Linked DNA regions of Mus musculus: regions 1, 3 and 4 are each linked to region 2. A link is a contact called in public HiChIP or PLAC-seq and promoter capture Hi-C data. All regions are on one chromosome and are shown on one strand. The core of a region is the stretch at or near the end of the contact, and the rest is flanking DNA. Distances in the headings are between cores, read along the strand shown. Region 1 overlaps Rapgef2 (Rap guanine nucleotide exchange factor (GEF) 2). Region 2 holds the start of Etfdh (electron transferring flavoprotein, dehydrogenase). Region 3 has its middle 17 kb from the start of Gm52609. Region 4 has its middle 38 kb from the start of Gm52609.

Region 1 (2,700 bases), core at 128-2,627, 540 kb before region 2:
AGCTTTCAATCTATTTAATTTAAATATAATTATAAGATGTAAAGTTCAGAGTCTGACACGACAATTCCTTTTGCAGCAGACTCATAAACACAGTCCAGCATGTGGCTCATAACAAGTATTTGAAAAAACAAAGATTGGGTAAATATTCCATCATAAAAATTATACTAGCTATGAGTATGAAGACCATGCACAGTAAGCACTTTACTCACAGAGCCCTCTCCCCGGCCATCAAGAAAGTTTAAGTTATAAGAAATAGAGGAGGGTGTGGTGGCAACATGTGTAATCCCAGCAGATGAGAAACAGGATTCTGAGTTGTATGCCAGCCTGGACTACTGCAGAGAGAGCCTACTGCAACACTTTTATTTTAGGGTTTTACTGCTGTGAATAGACACCATGATCAAGGCAACTCTCCTAAGGACATCATTTAAATGGGGCTGCCTTATAGGTTCAGAGGTTCAGTCCATTATCATCAAGGTGGAAACATGGTAGCTCCAGGCAGGTATGGTGCAGGAGGAGCTGAGAGTTCTACATCTTCATCTGATGGCTGCTAGCAGAATACTGGCTTCCAGGCAGCTAGGATGAGGGTTTTAAAGCCCACACCCACAGCGACACACCCACTCCAACAAAACTACACCTCCTAATAGTGCCATTCCATGGGGCAGAGAATGTACAAATCATCACAACCCATCAGCCTCTGAAGAAAAAACTAAGATTTTGAATCAGAAATAAAGAATTGCTTGTTGAATCACTTACGTCTTATGTCTTAGTGTACATGAGGCTGTACAAAACCAACAAAACACATACACACACACACACACAGGGTCAATTATGAACTAATATATATTGGTAATTACATGGTGTTCTGACACTGATATATATATATATATATATATATATATATATATATTATATATGTGTGAGCGTACAAGTATATAATATATAATTATATAATGTATAATATATAATCTATCATTCATATATACATATATGTATATGTATGTGTGTGTGTGTGTGTGTATATATATATATATATATATATATATATATATATATATATATAAATAAAGTCAGTTTCACCTAGGACAGCTCCTCTTACCTGATGATTGCAAACATGGAGTTAAAATTCTTGCATTCCCTGCAGTGCAAGGCAATCTTGATGAAATGCTTAATGATCTTCATCCTCTTCAGCTGGTTTGTTTCCCGCAGGATTTCAGAAGCCACCCAAAATGTTTCCTGGTTAATGACTTCCTCAAATTTCTTCAGGTTGGCACAGCTGGTTTTTGATTTGAGTTTAAATAAATCATCTATGTATTCAGTAGGCTCAATGTTGCGGAAGAGTTCAAAGTTCCTCATGGAGAGCTGCGTGGCAACCTCCACGGTGCTGAGCTGAAGGAGGGAGATTTGGCTCTCTCGCAGCAGCTCCTGGGCATCTTCATCTGAGCAAAGCGTTTCTGTTTCCATGTTGTTTTTCAGATAATACCTGAAAGAAACAGAAGCTCTTCAGATGCCAAGCTGAGCGGCAAGCCTGTGGGACTCCTAAAGGGAACATTGCTAGCTCCCTGGGTGGGGGGTGGGGGTGGGGTGGGGGAGGACTAAGAGACTGGTGTAAGAGTTCTTTTCATCCATCACGGGCAGTACAGATACCACCCCGTGCCACCAGCTCACAGCAGCACTAGGTAAGCAGAACTGAGCAATCCATGGGAAATTCCTTTGTGCCAGTTCTGTAGTGTGTTCTCCCCACGACCCACCCCCCACTCCTGCCACTGAAATACTTCTAGCTTGTTTGCCAAAGGTGACAGAAGAGAGCTATTTACCAGATTAGATAAACATCAACTCAAGTCATAGCTCAGTTTCCTAGTGAAGAGGGAATCTGCCAATTGCTGGGTCTACACTAGCTCAAATGAAGTTTACTTATTTATTTAATGCTTAGAAGACTTAATAACTGAGCTCGCGGGATGGCTCAGCAGGCAGATACTCATCAAGCTAAGAGATCTGAGGCTACAAAATTGTTATCTGACCTCCACACACTTACTGCAGAATATGTGGCCATACAAACACATCACACACATACATACCTACAAACACACAAACACACACACACACACACACACACAATTGGGAGAGGAGACACCCAAAGCAGTTTGTTTTCCTCTATTTGATCTTAAAACAGATTTTTATAGATCTGTTTTACATGTGAGTGTCTTGCCTGCATGCATGTATGTGTACCACATGTATCCCTAGTGCTCTCAGGAGTCAGAAGAAGGTATAGGATCTACCCCAGAACTGGATGACTGCCATCCATCGCATGGGTGCTAGAAACAGAACCCAGGTCCCCTCCAAGACCAACAAGTGCTCCTAACTGCTAAGTCATCTCTCCTACTCCCAGGTTTTAACTTTCAAGTATCTAGATTTTCTAGGGAAGTGGGAGGTGTTACCCCAATTTGTCAGAATAGCAAGCAGGCATTTGCAGCCAAATGGCTGGTCAATATGGATGGTACTGTGACCTTTTTAAGGAACTCACTGAAAATAGGACCCCCATATTTGCTCTGTAGCTTCTCTCTCCCCACTTATTGGCAGGCAGATGCCTTCTCCACATGAAACTCTAGGAACACAGAGCAAGCAGAGTGAGGGTCCTACTAACTGGTCTTTTACACACTTCACAAGACATTTAGGACAGGTAAGAGACAGCCTGTGCCTTGA
Region 2 (2,700 bases), core at 120-2,619:
ACAAGTTATCATTTACTTCTGAAAATTCATTCTATTATTTGTACAGCTACTAATTTGCTCGAGAACAGTTGGAACCGTGGCCTCTGATTCCCACCAGAGAATTTTAAAAAGGTATAACGTTTATTCCTTTGCTTAAACGAGCATGGTATCTCTCATGACCCATCTGAACATTTAGGCATAAAGACAGAGTTCCAGTAGAAAGCAAAGTCAGAGTCACTGAACACCGGATCAGCCATACACGACATACTTAGCACATTTAGTTGTCACCACTAGAGGTAACACTGAGTAATGAAAATGTAACAAATTAGCGTTTAAAGAAAAGTCACTGACTAGATCCAAGACTGCATCTAAATTAGACTGTAAACTGATGGCTCTCAAAGCATACCATCTTCTGTGGATAATAGATGCTTGGTTTGAATATACACCATATTGTTTAAACAAGTATACAAATACTTGTTTAAAAATCCCACAGCCAAATTAACTTCAGTAAAGATTTATATTAAGCCAGTTACAACAGAATTCAAGATCCTCTAAACTTCTGTTTGAACGAGGGGGTTGTTTTTAAGTAAAAACTTAAAACTATCCTGCAACTGCTTTAAGAAACACCCATAACAGAAACGCCTGGTGTTAACTCTGGATAATGCAGAAAAAATTCCGACTCCAGACATAATTGGTAATATATGAGTTAATACGATATGAGAGCTCAGACTTCAATTAAGATTAGACTATTATGGCTGCAAAGTCAGGTCAGAGCCAAGGCGAAAACCCACACAAGTTTTTCTTTCTTTCCCATTCCTAATAAGGCGGCAGATAATACCTGAGCCTTGAGGTAAAGATTAGGAGCGGCATTTGGGGGAACTCCACCGAGGGGGCAGTGTTGACAATTTTCTCTTCTCATGACCTTTAACCTAGATGATAATTCTGCCAACTGGGGCAACTCCAAGGTCGGTAAGGTAGGGTCGGCCACCAGGCGCTGACAGCATTGACCTTTGCCCTAGTTTAGCCTAAGACAATAGACAAGGAAAGAGATGCTGGCAGTACCCCGGGTGTGGCCCCAGTCTTGTTTTGTCCCAACTTATCCACCTTGCTCCTTCTGTCCCCACCAGGAGTTTCGTCTCACCAGGGCAGGACAGCTTGGTTAGTCGCACCAACATGTTCAAAGTGACCCGGAGACTTGACCAGATACAAAGGAGAGAGGCGTGGGTCTGCGGCTTGCCGAGGGTGCTGGACTTCTAGGCTACGAGGGGCGCCATCACCTGCCAAGAAGCCCCGACTGCTCAGCTTCTGTCAGCGTCTGGGCTCTGCCGACCGCCCTTGCTTCGCGGCGTACCCGCCCCTCTTCTGCTTTGCGCCGGCGCCACAGAGGACACGAAGGCCAGTAAGGTTTCCGGGTCACATACAAGCCAGGAAAAGGCAGAAGACTCCATCTCCCAGTCATCCTCAGCCAGGAACCTAGTGTGCAGAAGAGGCCGACAAGCTCTCGCGTGTGCGCATGCGCCCTAGAAGCATAGCGAGGCTGATTTGCTAGGCATTCTGGGAGTTGTAGTGTTTAGCTCCTGGAGCTGTGCGCAGGAGCCTGGTGACGCCTGGCTTGATATCTGATTGGCTGTCTGGAAAAAATGAGACGTACTTGGGGTCCAGGGCAGAGACAAACGAGAAGATGGGGCGGGACTCCGTGTGGGAGGAGGCGGAGCCTATGGGCTTTGGGCGCGAGCGGTCGAAAGGCAGTTGGTGAGGGTTCGGTTGCTTGATCCGGTCCAGTAGCCCCAGCTCACTCCCATGGCTGACTCTGAGGAGTTTCGGGCTTCTTCGCCGCCGCCGCCGCCTCCCTCATCTCCGTCGTCAGGCGCCTCTTCGTCGTCCCTCAGCATGCCAGTGAGTTTGGGCTGGCGGGATCCGAGCAGGAGTCCCGGTCCAACCGTGGACCCGCTGGAGCAAGTGGAGCTGCAGATCGGAGACGTGAGTGTCGCCGTTGCGGCTGAGAGCTGATTGCAGCTAGGGTGCTCCTGCCTGCGGTTCTTGGAGTTGAGGGCTAGCCTCGGCTCTCTCTTCCCGCATCTTTCTTTCCTTCTCCTTCTGCTAGCGGTCATCCGCAGCCCCGCTGCCAGGATCCTCTCTCCGCCTCCTCCCATCCCTCGGAGCACTTTGGGCGGTCATAGCTTGCCTCCTTGCCCATTGGTGCTTTCTAAGGGACTCGAGCTTGTGCTTCTAGTTGGCCACCAGCCCAGGGCCAGCTGGTGATGCTGTTGTGTGTCGCTTACTTGGCTCTGTGTTGGACTTGAGTGGACCAGGGCTAATCACAGCCGGCAGATGGATTTGATAGGACAGTTTAGAACAGAATCTTGCAATGCAAAAATTCTGTAAAGTTTTTGTTCAATCTCGAATTCCCAGAAATAACTTCCTGACCCCAACACGTATAACGCTGAGGGGTTGGAGGGTCACAGCGGCACTTTATTTATTTATTATTAGGTATTTTCCTCATTTACATTTCCAATGCTATCCCAAAAGTCCCCCATACCCTCTCCCACTCCCCTACCCACCCACTCCCACTTTTTGGCCCTGGCGTTCCCCTGTACTGAGGCATATAGAGTTTGCCAGTCCAATGGGCCGTTCTTTCCATTGAAGGCCGACTAGGCCATCTTTTGATACATATGCAGCTAGAGTCAAGAGCTCCGGGGTACTGGTTAGTTCATAATGTTG
Region 3 (2,758 bases), core at 68-2,567, 590 kb before region 2:
ACTATTCTGCTTTTCTCTGCTCCCAAGAGATAGCCCCAGCCATATGGCTTCCTTTTCTTTCTGCTCTGGACTCTTCCAGATGCTTCTGGGTGTTCAATAATAAAAAACAAAACAAAACAAAACAAAACAAAACAAAACAAAAAAACAACCTTCCACCTAATCATAGTGCAGTCATCTCAAGTGGCTTCTTTACTGAGCCCTCTCTAAGGTTATTAAAATAAGGCAACATTGGCCTTGTGGTGGTGCTACACGCCTTTAATAAGGAGGCAAAGGCAGAGGCAGAGGCAGAGGCCGAGGCCGAGGCAGAGGCAGAGGCAGGTAGAGACCAAGGCTAGTCTGGTCTACAGAGCAAATCTCAAGACAGCCAAAGGGCTGCCCAGGGCTGTCTTGGTGGGGAAAAAAAAGAAAAAGAAAATAAGAAAGAATAAGAAAACATGAAAATAACCAGACACAGAAACCATGTCCATTTGAAAGGAGCCTATTTGCTCAGTGGTAAGCCATGCAAACTCGATGTCTAAGTTTGAATCCCCAGGATCCACATAAAAGCAATGCTGGACACAATAGTGCAGCCATCTGTGATTTCAGCAGAGCGGTGAACAGGAGGTCAAGGTGGAAGGTTAGGGCCTATAGCCAGTGTTGCCCTGTGAGCTTCATACACACACTGTAGCAGGCATGTGTCCATACACATATATACTAACACACATGCACACACACACACACACACACACACACACACACACAAAGAGAGAGAGAGAGATTAAAAGAGTCTGATGAATTTGCAATAAAAGATTTACAGTGAGCCTAAGTATGGGAAGTGACACATTAATAATGCCCATAACGAGAAGCACTCTTCATTAAGGCATGGATTCTAATAATAATAATAATAACTATAAGAGGAATGGCATGGATTCTAATAATAATAATAACTATAAAAGGAATGGTTTTTCCAGGGCAAAGTGGGTGGTATAAGTTAGATGGGTAGGAAAAGATGGGAGAGTGAGGAGATAAAAGAACTATTTGTGGTAGAATTTTTGGAAATCTTCCTAGAGTAAAAGGCATCACAGTGTATTACTTCATTGTACCCCATTTTGTTCTAAAAAATAAAAATAAAAAGCAAAGTTTAAGGTACTGGCTTGAATATCATTCTAAAGCCCACTGAAACACAAATCTCTCATTGTGGCCTCCACAAAGGGGTGGGGACTTCCTTTCTGAGTGCACAAAGCCAGATTTAAAGATAGGGCAAGCCACCCAGCATTCAGAGGCAGGAAGGTGGGGCTGGTTCCTCAGGGCTCCAGCTGGGAAAGTCTCTTTGATGGAGTCAAATGCAAAGGGGTGGTAACCCAGAGAGCAGCAGCAGAGGAAGGAAGTTCTCAGAGCCATTGTGAGAAGTGAAGGTTAAAATCCAAGGCTTATCACGCAATATATGATGGTTCCTTTCTGCAACTGGGGAAGAAAAGAATTTAAGATACTTATAAATACTTGTTGCTATTTGGGACTGATAGGATCAAGTCTATGTACAAATTGCTTCCTCCAGAGCTAACCATTTAAAACCAAATTCCAGATAAAATGAGTGTGTGTTCACTCTATTGCACAGGGTCACTATAAAGACTCTGATTTGACGATTCAGGAATTGCCACTTAAAACCAAACAAACTCTGATCTAAGTTAAACAAGAATAGTTTGTTGAACATACATTATAATACAATATGTCCAGGACCACAAAAAAGGACTGTTATCCTAATCTGTTCTCAGAGTAGGCTTTTTATAAGAAAAAATAGGCTCAAAAGTGAAGTAGTTGGCTTACTAGGAAAAATATTATCAGCTATCTTTTAGGCTGATTGGTCCTGAGGAAGGGAAGGGAAGAGGATATGGATGAATGTCGAACAGGGCAATTTCAGAACATTGAGATAACAGAGCATGAGTAGTATAATCATACCTTTTTGGCTTATTAGTAGCATTCTTTAGTGTCAGCCACAAAAACCAGTGAGCTCATACATAGGTGCAAAAGGGGCTGCCCGGTGGTCAGCTCTTACTCAAGCCTTTTTTAGACATAATAATTCATATTGACCTTTGACTTGGTGGGTCCTGCATGTTGTAAGGGGCCAAAAATTGCTGAAGGAAGACCCCCAGACTCAGATAGTATACAAAACCAAAGATCATTTTAAGGGTCCAAAAATTGCTAAAGGAAGACCCCAGACTCATTATACAAAACCAAAGAGTGTTTATTCTGCAGAGACAACCAGCATGCAGGGGTCAACCATTCTTTTAAATGGCGACCCCCAGATAAAGGCATGTGTGCCTTCTTAGAGGGAACTGTTGGGAACTCTCTAGAAAGATTAGGTAACTAAAATTTCATTGGTGGGTGCTAGAGGGGTCACAGGTGATCAGTGGTCTACATTCCTATGTCATAAGCATTCAATCATGTGAATGAAAGACTCCGTGAGGAGCCCCTCACTCAGGTCTCAAGACAATAGCGGACACCCAAGAACTCATGATAGACCGAGCTTGATGCAAACCACATGAGGCTTTATTAGGGGAAAGCCAGAGCTCTGGGGACGACTCATATCCCACGCAGGGGTAGAGGAGTCGACCTCGAGGGGAAAGAGGTCCCAGTTTTTATAGGCCCTCAGGAGAGAAAGGGGAAGGGAGAGAGTAGGGGATTTCCAGATCTAAACAATGTCTATTCTCAAGAAATGGGTATGGGATGGGTACAAGGAAAGAGTCTGGTGCAGGTGTAGCAACTCAGGATTGGCCGAGCT
Region 4 (2,700 bases), core at 13-2,512, 610 kb before region 2:
AACTGAAAGCCAAAGATGAGTCGGTGAAGAGCAGTTACATTGATCTTGCAAAGGCTGATAAGATACACTGCTGAGCTGATGTAACCGTGGGAAGCATTCAAGTGGAAGGGGGACAATTGCCATATGGCCACCTTTCCCAGTGCATTATGGGGTGCTATGTCTCCTGGCTGTAATCGGGGTTGTATACCCCCCAGCCCCTGCTGTGGGCGATAAGACATAAAAACAAGGCTGAGATGTCTATGAGTGAAGCATTCTTGCAGGAATCTCAGCATGACCATCTTCCTCTGCATAATACTCTTCCTTAATGACTGGAGTCCACAGGAACACACTCAAAGCACGGGTAGACTGGGAATACATACCAGTTCCTACTGAAAGCAGAATAGAGAGAAGAAAAGCAGATCACAAGCAGGCAGATAGCAGTGGTTCTTGGTCTTTGAGGCTTATCTGTCTGCAGTAAGAACTTGTGTGTGTAAGGAAGGTTGAGTTACAATGAGGAGACATGTATATGCAATCCTCCACATGAGCCTCTGGTTTGGTCGGTTTGTTTGTTTGCAGGAAAAATGGAAGAAAAAAAAAGACACAGTGTCTCTGTGTTAGCATTTTTTTATGGCTGGGAGAATGCAAAGAAAAATAGTACAAATTAGGTCTGTGCTAATTGGCCCTTCTTGGGATCCAAAAAACTGAAACCTGTAAAGGTTATACTTGTCAACTTGATAGGATGTAGAATCTCCTTGGAAACTAGCCTGTTTCTAAGGGATGTTTTTGTTTGGTGGATTTGTTGTTGTTGTTGTTGTCATTGTCGTTGTTGTTGTTGTTGTTGTTGGGGGTTTTTGTTTTTGTTTTTCCAGATTGGGTTAATTAAGATGGGCAGACGTACTGTATATCATTGTATGGGATGAGACTCTAGACTATACAAAAGGGAGTAAGCAAGCTGAGTCCCAGAATTCATCATTCTCTACTTCCTGACTGTGGATTTAATGTGACCAATCCCCTTGCCTTCCTGTTGTACTCTGGCTGTACTGCCTTTCTCCTGTAATTCCTGCTGCACTGCCTTCCTACTGTACTTCCTGCTGCACTGCCTTCCTGCTTTACTTCCTGCTGCAATGCCTTCCTCCTGTACTTCCTGCTTCACTGCCTTTCTCCTGTAATTCCTGCTGCACTGCCTTCCTCCTGTACTTCCTGCTGCACTGCCTTCCTCCTGTACTTCCTGCTTCACTGCCTTTCTCCTGTACTTCCTGCTTCAATGCCTTCCTCCTGTACTTCCTGCTGCACTGCCTTCCTACTATACTTCCTGCTGCACTGCCTTCCTGCTTTACTTCCTGCTGCACTGACTACTGTACTTCCTGCTGCACTGTCTTCCTACTGTACTTCCTGCTGCACTGCCTTCCTGCTTTACTTCCTGCTGCATTGACTACTGTATTTCCTGCTGTATTGCCTTCCTCCTGTACTTCCTGCTGCTCTACCTTCCTACTGTACTTCCTGCTGTACCGCCTTCCGGCTGTACCATCCTACTGCTGTACCACCTTTCTGTCATGATCGACTCCAATGTTCCAAATAGCCTAAGTGAAATAGTACCTTCTCCCTTACATTTCTTTTGTCAGGTATTTTTATCACAATGATTAGGAAAGCATTGAATATAGAACCCAAGCAAATTTAATGGAAGGGAAAAAGAGACCCACAGATTTACAGTGCAGATAGAGACCTGAATAACAGCCCAGCACAGTGGGGAATGGTGGAGAAAAATGCACTCCTAGAAGCCAGAATGTTACTGAATTAAAAATCCTAATGTCAGGTGTGGGTTACCACTTGACATATTTTTGGAGAAGCAGTCAACTTCTATGTCCATTGCTGTGGTTGCATGCCAGAACTAGATGGTAAATCATTATTGCTGAGAATATCACAATTCCTGGCTTCTGGACATGGAGAAATCAGGATAAAAATGAACTTCTCCCTGCTGGTTGTCTTTTGTTATGCCAGAGGTTTATGCAGGATGCTAAAGGATAATCATTGCCAACTCTTCTGCTAGGTTATAAACTCTTTGCCACACATTACCAACACACTAAACAAAATACAGTAACTGACAAAAGAGTGGACAGCTATTATGGGTGCAAAAACTGCTTTCTGATTCAGGCCTACTCCACAGGCAGAAACTCATGTTTGCTACTATAAGCAAGAGCCTGTAGTTGGGGAGGTCACAGGGTTCAGTGGAGATGTCACTGCTATTGTCTGGTTCAATGAATATGATGTACTTGGCAAACTGTCTTTTAAAGGGCATTTTTGTTTATGCCCATTGATTTTATGTTGCTATGAGCTTCAATCATTGGGGGAAACCTTTTGGACAGTGGACTATGACTACTGAAGCTCACCGGAAACTTTCAAGTATTACAAGAAACTTAGAGGACTCACGAAGCCCCTCCGCCAGCATATATAAGTTTAAACAATTATTGAAAGAGGAAACTATTCAATGACTCTGCCATCAAGTTATGCAGGAACTCTAGTGATGAAGACATGATTGCTAAGGTGTGCTTTTTGGAGATTCATCTACCTCTGATTCGCCACATTCCTGTAAGTAGCTCCTGTGAACTAATTGATTCACCAAGCTAAACTTGCCCTGGAACCAAGGTAGTCTCTTGTCAGTGCCTGATTTGGGGCAAGTAGATGTTTGTGCTCCTCTCTCAAGGACAAGACATGCAGCATCAT

What was found. Promoter capture Hi-C pulls out the DNA fragments that hold promoters and counts their contacts. HiChIP or PLAC-seq counts read pairs in DNA pulled down with a chosen protein or histone mark.
Region 1: a promoter capture Hi-C map of liver shows a contact between it and region 2, with 2.5 times the contacts expected there. The contact joins the enhancer-like site here to the promoter of Etfdh in region 2. A contact is called at or near these places in 10 of 39 promoter capture datasets (the 3T3-L1 cell line, 3T3-L1-derived adipocytes, the HPC-7 cell line and 6 more), 3 of 484 Hi-C or Micro-C datasets (embryonic fibroblasts, neurons and stem cell-derived neurons), 6 of 115 datasets of contacts at active chromatin or transcription factors (the 230-238 cell line, the SCID.adh cell line, bone marrow-derived macrophages and 2 more) and 3 of 9 other capture datasets (embryonic stem cells, liver and pancreatic islet).
Region 3: a contact with region 2 is called in an H3K27ac HiChIP or PLAC-seq map of embryonic stem cells, with 6 times the contacts expected there. The contact joins the enhancer-like site here to the promoter of Etfdh in region 2. A contact is called at or near these places in 2 of 39 promoter capture datasets (cranial neural crest and embryonic stem cells), 1 of 484 Hi-C or Micro-C datasets (nephron progenitors), 5 of 115 datasets of contacts at active chromatin or transcription factors (bone marrow-derived macrophages, embryonic stem cells, large pre-B cells and 1 more) and 1 of 9 other capture datasets (adipose tissue).
Region 4: an H3K4me3 HiChIP or PLAC-seq map of the SCID.adh cell line shows a contact between it and region 2, with 10 read pairs. The contact joins the enhancer-like site here to the promoter of Etfdh in region 2. A contact is called at or near these places in 3 of 39 promoter capture datasets (the C10 cell line, embryonic stem cells and hippocampal neurons), 2 of 115 datasets of contacts at active chromatin or transcription factors (the SCID.adh cell line and bone marrow-derived macrophages) and 1 of 9 other capture datasets (adipose tissue).

The regions. Positions count from the first base shown.
Region 1 is chr3:79,084,649-79,087,348 of GRCm38.p6, forward strand. It overlaps Rapgef2 (Rap guanine nucleotide exchange factor (GEF) 2), which reads right to left. Exons shown (of 24, transcript NM_001310536.2): 14 at 1,097-1,480. Among named protein-coding and RNA genes, the nearest start is that of Gm52609, 29 kb to the left of the region's middle. Within about 2 kb of position 1,378, at least 4 of the 459 cell types and tissues checked have an H3K27ac peak or open chromatin away from gene starts, as enhancers often do. A contact at or near this core is called in liver and pancreatic islet, where this site is marked.
Region 2 is chr3:79,627,398-79,630,097 of GRCm38.p6, forward strand. Etfdh (electron transferring flavoprotein, dehydrogenase) reads right to left here and starts at 1,370. Exons shown (of 13, transcript NM_025794.2): 1 at 1,121-1,370. The coding sequence starts at 1,154. 4930579G24Rik (RIKEN cDNA 4930579G24 gene) reads left to right here and starts at 1,682. Exons shown (of 2, transcript NM_029482.1): 1 at 1,682-1,959. The coding sequence starts at 1,780.
Region 3 is chr3:79,038,609-79,041,366 of GRCm38.p6, forward strand. No RefSeq gene overlaps it. Among named protein-coding and RNA genes, the nearest start is that of Gm52609, 17 kb to the right of the region's middle. Within about 2 kb of position 1,318, at least 23 of the 459 cell types and tissues checked have an H3K27ac peak or open chromatin away from gene starts, as enhancers often do. A contact at or near this core is called in embryonic stem cells, where this site is marked.
Region 4 is chr3:79,017,544-79,020,243 of GRCm38.p6, forward strand. No RefSeq gene overlaps it. Among named protein-coding and RNA genes, the nearest start is that of Gm52609, 38 kb to the right of the region's middle. Within about 2 kb of position 1,263, at least 12 of the 459 cell types and tissues checked have an H3K27ac peak or open chromatin away from gene starts, as enhancers often do. A contact at or near this core is called in the SCID.adh cell line, where this site is marked.